2 separate regions of the Anser cygnoides genome follow, and region 1 is linked to region 2. Evidence: chromatin contacts called from public Hi-C data. All regions are on one chromosome and are shown on one strand. The core of a region is the stretch at or near the end of the contact, and the rest is flanking DNA. Distances in the headings are between cores, read along the strand shown. Region 1 holds the start of TSNAXIP1 (translin associated factor X interacting protein 1). Region 2 holds the start of PLLP (plasmolipin).

Region 1 (5,969 bases), core at 3,215-5,714, 140 kb before region 2:
ATCTCCTGAGGTCCTAGGCCAACTGTCCCTTTGCCGGATGCCATCATGCATAGTTCATTATTACATTAAAAAGAGAATTAAAACTAAAAAGTCCAGCTATCCTTACTGTACCATCCGCAGCTGTCGTGCAGGTCTGTCAGAGCCCTGAGTACACCAACAGGCTCTGCAGTGTCCTCCCCTACCCTAGGGGCTTGGAGCTCTGTGATGGCAGAGCTGTAACTGGGGATCAGGGGTTAGGAATAGGCTCAGGCGTGAGACAGACCTGTGAAAAGCCTCCTTGGAGGACCCTTTGCTCAGTGGCTGTAACCCAGCTCAGACCCTGGATTCAGAATCCCTTGATTCTTGTCGGAGAGACAGGAGCAATGCTGCGTCTGCCACAAGGGCAGGGGAGCTGGGACCTCAGGGTGACACAAGGCAACCAGCAACAGTGACCAACAGGACACGAACAAGAGAAGCCGAGCAGGTCCCCTGATGGTAGCCCAGGTCATTCGCAGTTCAGTGATCATCACGCATGATCACCGCAGGCATGAGGAAGGCCCGATGCCAAGCTTGGGGTGTCAAGTCAGCAGGCCAGGGCCGGCAAGGTACAAGACAGACATGGCTGCAACGTGGCTCAAGCAAGAAACAGAGGCGAACATGCCTAAGTGAAGGCTTCTCACACCTGATCACAGGTTACCCAGCCGTGCCATATCAGGACTTGTCTTGAGCCCAGGCACCCAAACGTCTAGGACTGGACAAGAGCTTGTGGAGCCTGTTGGGGCAGTCAGGGCCCTGACAGGATCCTATGAAATGTAGGTCAGTGAATCATTAAATGATAGCATTTCTTGGTACGTTTATACTAAGCGTGACTGCTATTACATAAATATTTGACATCTCCTATAGAGCTACCAGTCAGAACCAACAATATTTTTTTGTTATGCTCAAGCTTTGTGGAATATCCCAACCTCACTATTCTCACTAGTGCTGGAAGAGACCCTACTCTGTAAATTCATGGTTTTCAAGAACTGCTTCCAGCTATCCTGTGAATTAGCTGTGCTTACCTAGACATTCTCTCCCCTGGGGCACAGCAGGGTTTATGACTCTTTAGGACTGTCTGCCCTGATGCAAATGCAGGCCATGTGGACCAATGGCCACTAGCAGAAAGCTGAAAAGACTGAAAAGAGAGAAAGGATTAGGTTCTAAGAGCACTACAAAGACAACAAAGAGTCAAAATGAGGTTGAAATACCCCTGATGATGCCTCACAATCAATACAACTGCCTAAGAGTAAGGTGGAACAGAAAGAAGAGGGGCATACCGAAACTCTCCTCAGCCAGAAGTGAGCACACCTGAAAACCAAGTAAACTTTTTGTTCTTTGAAGTAATCATCTTCCCACACTAGTACAATCTTTTAAACACCTCTGCACGTCTCATGGTGGCTATGCTGCCCAGACTACATGATTGTGGGAAAGTGTTCATCTCTTTGGGTAAAAAATGGTTCCATGATCTGCACTGGGAAATTAAAGCACCACACAAATCAGAACCTTGCATTAATCTAGATGAAACCAAAAGAACAGGTTTGACTGAGGTCTTGTTTCCACTAGGGAGCTTTGCAGTGGAGTATGTGTCCCATAGTGAGGGTGTCTTGAGCAATGTTGACTCGTGTGGATTGTGAGTTTTAAATGCAGGTTGGTGACCCTACACAAACAGCTGAATTTCTGTCGGTGTAGAGCTTAATGAAGACAAGGTCTGAGGAACAGATTCATCTCTGATGAACAGTAAAAAGTCATAAATGAAATTTCTTTCAGAAACTAATTTCTGCCCTTAGTGGCACTAAGGGACATGGTTTACTGATGGGATTCAGGACAGGCTGATGGTCTTGAACGTCTTTTCCAACCTACATGATTCTATGATTCTTCTGAAAGCAAAATCTTGTTAATTTTAGGAGTCTGTTAATTAATTTCTCTCTTGGAATTACCTCAGTATTTCTTTTTGGGGAAAAAAAAGACATCTATGCTGGATTGCTCTATTTTATTAGGACAACCAAATAATTAGTATGATGTTGTCCAATATAAATACTTTCCTATTCTGTCTCTAAGCTTTAAAAGAAAATTAATAATGTGCCAACAGAAGTCTGAGGCCAAAGATTTCACTGTCAAAACCTAAATTTCAGACTGACTAAGCCTTGAAACAGTTAAATGTAAAGGCTCAGAAGCTTAAATGCCTGATTTTCACTGCAAGAAGCATGAAGATTATATTGGAGAAACAGTAGGATTCCAATCTATTGAGATTTGATTTTTTTTTTTGTCCAATGAGAAAAATGCTTAGAGAATGTCCCAGCTCTAGGGAAAGAGTAATACTTAAAGTCCTCGTATTACTGGAGCAATAGCTTGTCACAGAAGTGGCACATTCCTGAAATACAACCAAAATGCTAATGAGAGAAAACAACAACTGCAAAATAAAAATGAAGGGGTTAAGATCTGTAAAAGTCATTATTACTTTGTTGGTGTACGTTTCTGGGATTTATTTTTTCATGATTTGGATATACTTTTTCTCCATACTAGTTTAGTTTATTTACTAAGACTGATGCATACTATGGAGCAGATGTTCCTGTTGGCTGTAAGATGCTTTTAGCCTGCAATTAAACAACTTGTGGTTTCTTTCTTTCCTTAGTTTAAACTATATGGGTCAAATTCTGGCTGCAGTATTTGGCATGTATGTCCACACAAGTTGTTGCAGCCAAGAATGACGTTTATATTCCTCTTCTCTTTCCTCCACCCTTAAAGCTCCTATAATTAATTCACAAGGATGACACCTGAATCTGAAATACAGGAGTTTGCATCACCACACAGCTTCTGCCCTTCCCATCCCCCTTCGCTCTCAAACAAAATACAAAAATAATTAAAATTTGCTTGACTTCCTAATAGCTTTGGGTGATCCCTGGGCCTCCAGCAAGATTCCAAAGTTCACTATTAGGTAAGGGCTGGGTGTTTCGCTGGAATTCTTGAACTCACCGGAGTCTTCTGTTTCTTTGGCAGGATGGGTTTCAGACTGTTCATATGCATTTGGCAATTTGCAATCTCACAGGAAGATTCAAGAGGTCCTGTGCAACAGCAGGGAAGAACACAGAACATCTTCAAAACATACAGAATTAACTAAATATACAGTTGAAGACTGAGAATCTGGCTGATGTATACCTAAAGTAAGCAGCCAATTATGCAGTGCCTGACAGACGAAAATATCCGGCAGATTAATGTACACAGAGGGACGGATGGAAAGATTTGTGGTACAGCTGAACTCCAGGACTGGCTATTTGAAAACCACTACAACATTGGGTACTTTCCTCACTGTCCCAGTGACAGCGGCCAAGCTGAACCCTGCAGCTGGACAAGCCTGAGTAAATCGGTCATCTGAAGAGGTGAGATTAGAAACAGCTGGAAAAATGATACCCATGAGTCAAGAGCTGGGACTTGGGGTCCCAAAAGTACCTGCAAAGCTGGTTCTCTGGGCTGGTAGTAGTGCCAAGCGCAGATGACCCTGCAGCCAATCGAATTGACAAGTCATGGAAGAAATATAATCAGGAACTGTCTTTATAGAATCATAGAATATCCTGAGTTAGCAGGGACCCATATGGGTCATCGAGTCCAACTCCTGACACCGCACAGGTCTACCCAAAATTTTAGACCATGTGACTAGGCGCACAGTCCAAACGCTTCTTAAATTCAGACAGGCTTGGTGCCGTGACTACGTCCCTGGGGAGCCTGTTCCAGGGTGCGACCACTCTCTCACCCTTTCTAGTCTTTCCTAAGATTAGACATGGGTAGGCGTAAGCGAAAGGCCTTTCAAGTAAACATACAGTTGCACGCGTGTTGTGGGGAAAACGAGCGTCACCATAACATGGTAAAGCAATCTAAGGGATGGCAGTGAATTTGTGGTCCCGGTGCTGGCAGAACGCGGTCGGACACGGCTCGGTATCCAGGTATCGGCAGCGGTGACTGGCGGGCTGTGACACGGCCGCTTCAAGCCGCAGCTCCCCGAAACCCCCCAAACCCCCCCAGCAGCTCCGCACTGCCGAGGGGCAGGGCCTGCCTCGGTCCCGGCCCCCGCTGCCGCTGCCGCACGCCTCTCTGGGCGCTCCCCTGGGCCGCCCCGGGGAGAGCGCCCCGCCGCTCTGGCTGACTCGGGCCCTTCGGACCGCCTGAAACCGCCGCGCGTCCGCTCGGCCCCCCGCGGGGAGCGACGGCAGCGAGGAGGGCGGAGAGCCCCGGGCAGCTGCCTCGGCTCCACCTCAGCGCGGGGTCCCCCGGGACGGGCTCAGGCGGAGCCGCCCCAACGGCCCGCGGGGCTCCCCCGCCCGGCTCCCCCCGAGCCGTCGCCGCCGCCCGCGCCCGGCCCCGTCCCTCACCGGCGCCAGCCGCCTGTTTACAGCCGTCGCCATGGCGACGCCCGCCCCCCCGCCCCTCAGGACCCCCGCCTGCCGCCGTAGGTGCCCCGTCGGCGCCTGCTGCCGCTCGCCAGGCGCGGCGGCGCCGTCGCGGCCCGGCCCCGGCCCCGCGGGACGCGGGCTCTGCGGAGCGGCCGGGAGCGGGGCGAGGCCGGCGGAGCGGCGTCCCCCGCGCTCCCCGCCGGGCGGCCGCTTCGGCCCCTGCGCGGAGGCAGGCGACGGACGCCGGCAGCCGAGCTGCGGCCTCTCGGCACGGCGGCGCCGCGGGGCACGCTGGGAGAGCGAGTCCTACGAGGGGCCGCGCTCCGCAGAGCCCAGCGGAGCGGGGACACGGTTCCCAGCGTGCATTGCGGCGGGAGGGAGGCGGGGCCTCGAGCGCGGGGCCTTTCGGGGCTTGTAGTTCGTCCGAATGCGGGAGGCGGCGGCGCGGGAGCGGGATGGACTCCGCTTCCCGTCGGGCGGCGCGGCCCCATTGTGGCCACGCTCGCGCCCCATTGGCTGGCGCCGGGAGCCGGGCCTCGCTCCCCGCCCGGTGACACAAAGCGGATCCAAGATGGCGGAGGCGGGCGCGGGGAGCCTGCACGGGGGGGACGCGGCGGCGGCGCCGGGCCCGGCCGAGGAGCAGGAGCTGAGCCGGCGCCTCCGCCGCCTGTACCCCGCCGTCAACCAGGAGGAGACGCCGCTGCCGCGCTCCTGGAGCCCCAAGGACAAGTACAACTACATCGGCCTCTCGCAGGGCAACCTCCGCGTCCACTACAAAGGTGCCGGGGCTGGGGCGGAGGCGCCGGGGTGGGCCCGGAGGGAGCCCCCGGGCAGGGCCGGGCTGGGCCGGGCGGGGCCCCCCCGGGTCCGGCAGCCCCCGGGGAAGGGGCTCTCCGGCCGCGGGACGAGGCGCTGGGGCCGGGCTCCGGCCCCGGGGGGGTTCCCCGGGCCCGGGAGGCCCGTGCGGGTGCCTTATGTAACGCTGCGCAGCGCCGCCGGGCGTTGCGGGCGGCCCGTCCTCCGTAGGGCCCGGCCGGGGGCTCGGGGGGGCCCCGCACGCTGCCCCAGCGGGGCTGCCGGCCCGCGGCTTAACGCGAAACAGGCGCCTGTAGGGCTCGGGGCTCGCTGTGGGGCTTTGCTTTCTCGCTGCCGGGGGCCGTTGTCCCTACCCTCCCCGCGGAGAGCCGGTCGTACCCTGTGCTGCCCGGTTAGTAAATACTGATGTCATTCCCCTCTTGCGTAACGGAGCTGTCTCCTAGCCGTGTGTGCCGGTCTCTAAGCTGAGCGTGTGGGGAGATGGAGAGGGAGCACCGCGCCTCGCTCAGCCTCTTCGGGGGGGAAGACAAAGGGAAGACTACAGCGCTGGCGGTGAGGGGGACGGAGGTGGTGGCAGTGCAGGATCGCAATCCCGCTTCTCTGAAAAGGGCGCTTTGAATGTGTGGAGAAACAGGTCCCTGCCAGGTTCAGCCAGCAGAGCTTTAGAACGAAACACGAGAGGGTTCAAGGCCCATAGGTACTGAAATCTTTGTTCTTTCCTAGGTCATGGTAAAAACCACAAAGATGCTG
Region 2 (5,169 bases), core at 593-3,092:
CCAAAAGTTCCAAAGTTACAGAAACAGCTCAAGAAGGGAGTTGCAACCAAGACCACAGACCACCCTCCCATCCCAGCACAGTCTGGTTGCATGTGGCATTCAAGATGCCCTGCCACCTCCCCCAGTACCATAGCAGTCCTCACTTCTTCAAAATATGTAGTATCACAGTTAGTACAAAACCACTATTAAATGTACTCAGATCCTCTGACTAAATAAAACGTGCTAAAATAAACCAGGCCAAGGTGGACGCCAGGACAGCGGGACACAGCTGCCCCTTGCATCCCCCGAGTGGCTGCGCTTGCTGCCCCGCGTCGCCCAGCACTCGCTGCGGTTCAGCCCCACGGCACACGGGACGGGCAGGCCCCGCGCACACGGCGCCCGTGGGCTGCCGGCTGGTGCCGTGTGCTGGGAGGCCAGGCGGTGACACCCGACGGTGGCACCGCGGGAGGTGCTGAGTCATGCTTGCAACCACCGTGTGGTCCAGGCCGTGTCCCGCCGTGGTTTTCCCCTCGCAGGCCTCGGGTCGGCAGAACAAAGGCACCGCACAGTCCTGTCAGCGGCCGGAGGTGGCCCCGCGAGGCCCTGGGCTGGGACTTCCACCGGGTGTTTTTGTCTGGAGGTGGAAGTGGTCTTGGCAGGTTAGCTCAGCCGCCAGATTTAGCCTTTGGAAAACAGACTGCATTGTTTCACTACCAAAACCGCTGCCTTTGATAGTGACCTCTGGGGGGGGGGGGGCTGTTTGTGAGGTTTAACCACTTCAAGGGCAGCCACAGCACTGTTACACCTTCGGGAGCACATCATTCGTTGCCCTGCCCTTTGCAGACACCGTGCAAAACCCCACGGGAGAAACAAGCAGTGGCGAGGGAATTACGAATCAGTCTCGGGGCCGAACGAAACCGCCGACCCGCTTGCCGTCAAGCGGCTTCGGGGCGGGAGGGCAGCCCTGCGGGGTGGCAGCTCTTGTGGCTGCCGACGGCCCCGGCAGTCGGGCAAGGCTGGAGGGGAGCCGCGGCGCTGCCCACACCCGCAGAGCTCGCCCAGGGGGTCCTCGGCGGCCCGGGGGGCCCGAGGGGAGCCGCGCCCTGGGGGCCACCGAAGGGGCGAAGGGGGAGCAGGTTGTGGGGGGGGGGGGGGGCGGCTCCCGGTTGTGTAGCGCGGGCCGGGCGGCGGCGCCCAGCGCTGTCAGGATGGCCGAGCGGTCTAAGGCGCTGCGTTCAGGTCGCAGTCTCCCCTGGAGGCGTGGGTTCGAATCCCACTTCTGACAACCCGCCGATCATTTTGCCTGGAGCCCTCCGTGGTTTTTTTTTTTGTTTATTTTTTTGTTTCACGATCGTTTTCCCGACCTCTCCGCAGCGCCGCCGCTGCCCGCGCCAAAAGGCAGGAGGCGCCCGCAGCAAAACGCGGAGCTGTCAGAAGTGGGATTCGAACCCACGCCTCCAGGGGAGACTGCGACCTGAACGCAGCGCCTTAGACCGCTCGGCCATCCTGACCCGCTGCGCCAAGCGCTTCCCGCAGCCCCTTTGGTGCCACGCGGCGCCGCCCCGACGGGGACCCCGGCCCCGTCTCCAGGAGCCGTCAGCGTGGCTTCACCAAGGGGAAGTCGTTACCGACCCGATAAACCTCTGTGATTAAACAACTGCCCTGACAGACGGTGGGAGAGGAGCGGGCGTTGTCTGCCTGTGTTTCCAGAAGGCCTTTAACACTGTCCCCTGTCAGGTCCTCACAGAGGAGCTGTTGGCGCAGGGTCTGGATGGGCAGACTGAGGTGGGTTGAAGCCTGGCTGAATGCCTGGGCCCGGGGCCTGGTGATCAACGGTGCCAAGAATGGCTGGAGGCCAGTGATGAGCGGTGTACCCCAGGGATTGACACTGGGTCCGGTCTGCTTGGGATCTGCATTAACGAAGATCCGATAGGGCAGAGGACGCCCTCAGTGGGTGTGCAGATGACACAAAGGCGGGAGGAGTGGCTGATGCACCTGAGGGTCGTGGTGCCACCCAGGGGGCCCAGGGCAGGCAGGGACATGGGCTGCCTCCTGCAGTTCAACAAGGGCAAGAACCAGGTCGGGACACACCGTGTGCAGGGACGGGGTTTTTTTAGCCCCGGTCCCCCCCCCCCCACCTCGGGGGGCTGTGCCGGGAGCAGCCCCGGAGCCCCCGCCCCGACGGGGCGGGCCGGGCCCGGTGAGGCCGGGGGGGGGGGGTCTTCCCCCGGGGCCTCCCCTTCGCCGGCGCTGGGGGCGGCCCGAGCCGTGCGGAGCCGTGCGGGTGCCCGCAGCATGGCCGGGCTGCCCGGCGCCGTGCGGACGCGGAGCGGCTCCCCCGGAGCCTCCGCCGCGCTGCCCGCCCCGCGCCTCGCCGCCCTCGACGGCGCCTTCCTCTGCTCGCCGCTCGGGGGGCTGATGGGCGCCCAGGCCGTGAGTACCGGCGGTACCGGCGGTACCGGGGGGGGGGCTCGGCCGCGGACCCCGCGGGTGCTGCCCGCTCCTGGCGGAGCTGCGGCCGCGGCGCCGTGCCCGCACTTTCCGTCGGCGGGGAAATCGGTTCGCGGTGCGGCTTGCGGGGCTTTCTGAGCGAGCTTCCGTCTGCCCAATCTTTCCGAAGGCGGGTGCAGGCAACCTGAGGGAATGACGGCCTTTGAATGGTTTTCTTTCCCCTGCAGGCTGATAGTCCAACCCCGTATTCAGTGGCGTTGCCCTGGCCGAAAACAGACTGGATTTCCCTTTGCCCTTCCCCGTCCTTGCTTTCGGATTAATCTCTAACCCCGAGGTGCTGCGGCCTCACGCCCTTTCCCCTTCTCCCCTCGTCAAAGCTGAAGGAAGCTTCTTCTGCTTGTCCTCATGGCCTGGCCTCAACGCCCAGCAGCTCTCAGCGCCGGGCACGGGACGATGCACGCAGCCCCGTGGGACACAAGCTGAGGGACCCGCAGTCCCCGGCAGGGTCTGGGCCATGGGCCAGCACCGTGCCGGTGGGCGAGCTGTGTGGTGCGTGCCCCTCTGCCCCCCTGGCTGGCACCGTGGGGCCAAGCTGCAGGATCCCAGCCCACCACATGACGTGAGCTACAAGCGTGTAGACGTTTTTGGTCAGGGGAGGTGTTTGAGGGTAAACCTGCATACAAACAGGTCGGGGAGACAGCGTGCGCTTGCATGAACTGTGACATCCCAACCAGCACGCGTTGGGGCTGCTCATGGGTGCCTGCAGGGCTGTCCCGGGGTGGTCCAGTTGTCCTCCCCTGCAGTCAGGCTTTGACAGTTGCTTTCGGACAAGCCCAAGGGTCTATGCATTGTCAAAATGAGCAGCAGCAGCATCTCACCCTCCGGCATTGCTTCTGCATCGGAGACAACCACAGAATGAACTGCTCCTGATCCTGGTACCTGAGACTTTGGATGCAACAAAGTGCATGTGTATGGGTGGGTGTTCACCTGTGTACGGGGCCATGTGTGATCTGTTCCGCTGTTTGCTACAGAGAAAGCCAGTGGTGCCGCCCTTCTTTGCTGGAGAGCCTGTTTGCTTGTGCACCCTCCTCAGCACAGTGTTGTGCTGGGCAGCAGCAGGATGTGCCCCGAGCAGCTGCTGCAGAACACCTGCTGCTGTCCTGTGCTATCCCAGGCATGGCACAAACCAGGACTCTTTATGATGCTGATGATGGGCAAAAAGCAAAGGATGAGCAGTTAGGGACCTAATTTGCCATAGATGTAAATCCACCCACGGGGGAGGCTAACACAGCTATGTTAACAAGCACCTGTGTCCAGATTTTGGCTCCTGAGCATGGCTGGGCTGGTTGTGACATGGGAACAAGCACTCAGGGAAGGGTCAGGGAAGAGCATTGCAAGGGGGTGTCTTAAGGAGCATGGGGAAAGAGAGAAGGTGCCAAGACCAGTAGAAGCTGCTGCCGTTACCATCTCTGCAGCCCACCAGTGTCACTGCTCAGTCTGTACTGCTTCCTTCCACAGCAGTGTTACATGTGCTTGCACAGCTCCCCAAAACCTCTCCTCTAGGGGCTTCTGCTTTTCTTCCTGTCGGTGAGCTCCAGGCAGCTCGCACACACCATCTCCTGCTGCCAGAGCACGCCTTTTTTTTTTCTCCTAAGTTTCTCCTGAATGCCTGTTTTGCCATCACGAGTGTTAGAAATCAACGTGAAAGAAAAGGCGGCATTGTCCAGATGGAGGCAACAGCAGCCGAGCACCAAGGCTTTGTGCTCAGTGGGACAAAGGCTGTTGTGTCTCCGGTGTGACAATAAGCAACGCAGACGTTGGTAGCGTCAGCGTGAGCGCCCTGCCAGCTGCTTTCAAAGGGCTGTTCTCCTCCCCGCGGATGGGCCCGCAGTTCCCTGCCAGCTTCACCCGGCTCTGCCAAAACAGAGGCTGGCACCTCCATTCCCAGCCAAGCTCATGAGAAAGCCATGGGATGCAGTCTCCAGTCATGCCAGGATGAGGATGATGGTTGGTGAAGCCCTCGCGGGCAGGAGCTCTCCCTTGGTACCATGATGTTCAGTGGGGCAGGAGCTGGACAGCCCACGCATGCTGGGATCTGCACAACTGCACTTGGAATCACAGAATCATTTAGGCCGGAAAAGACCTCTAAGATCTGTTTCTTGTGATAAGGTAGCATGAAGCTCGCCAGGTGTAAAAGGCCCCAGATGCGGGGTCCCTGTGGTCCCTTAGAAATGCAAACATAAATCCAGTGGTTTTTTTTTGACACTTGTATGCACATCAGGAATTGTTTCTCTGCTTATTTCTTGCTGAGCAGTAGAAACAGACTCGGCTATCTGCTTTTTTTTGGATTACGCTGCAGGTAGCCTGCAGGCACATGATGCTACAATTATGTAGTTAAACCTGCTTGATGCGAAAGGTGAGCCCTAGAAGCTGTTTGCACAGGATGCAAACCAAACCAAACCAGACCACACCTAACCAAACAGCAACAAGCAGCTCGTTTTTTTGTTTCCAGTGATACTGTACCTGGGGGACGTCATGGCTTAGCTGGGGCCCCAGAAGCCACCACACATCTGGATCCCATCCAGCCCACGTCACATTCCCAGTGCTGTGCCAGCCTGGCACGGAGCAGCTGGGCAAGAAGGGACCTTTGGTGGCAGGGATGCCCTGGTTTCACTGGCTCTGCCTTGCAGGACATCCCTGTGCTGGCTCCTGGGGCCAAAATCTGGAACAGGGTGACCC

Evidence for each region. Hi-C and Micro-C count contacts between places; a contact is called where the count stands out from the background.
Region 1: a Hi-C map of liver shows a contact between it and region 2, with 5 times the contacts expected there. The contact joins the promoter of TSNAXIP1 here to the promoter of PLLP in region 2. A contact is called at or near these places in 2 of 7 Hi-C or Micro-C datasets (both in liver).

The regions. Positions count from the first base shown.
Region 1 is chr12:12,116,128-12,122,096 of Taihu_goose_T2T_genome, reverse strand. It overlaps TSNAXIP1 (translin associated factor X interacting protein 1), which reads right to left and starts at 4,464. Exons shown (of 16, transcript XM_067004346.1): 1 at 4,383-4,464; 2 at 2,992-3,080; 3 at 1,041-1,153. The coding sequence starts at 3,042. RANBP10 (RAN binding protein 10) reads left to right here and starts at 3,258. Exons shown (of 14, transcript XM_067004357.1): 1 at 3,258-3,395; 2 at 5,943-5,969.
Region 2 is chr12:11,978,190-11,983,358 of Taihu_goose_T2T_genome, reverse strand. It overlaps PLLP (plasmolipin), which reads left to right and starts at 1,842. Exons shown (of 4, transcript XM_067004362.1): 1 at 1,842-2,058. The coding sequence starts at 1,942. TRNAL-CAG (transfer RNA leucine (anticodon CAG)) reads right to left here and starts at 1,490; the gene lies at 1,408-1,490. TRNAL-CAG (transfer RNA leucine (anticodon CAG)) reads left to right here and starts at 1,182; the gene lies at 1,182-1,264.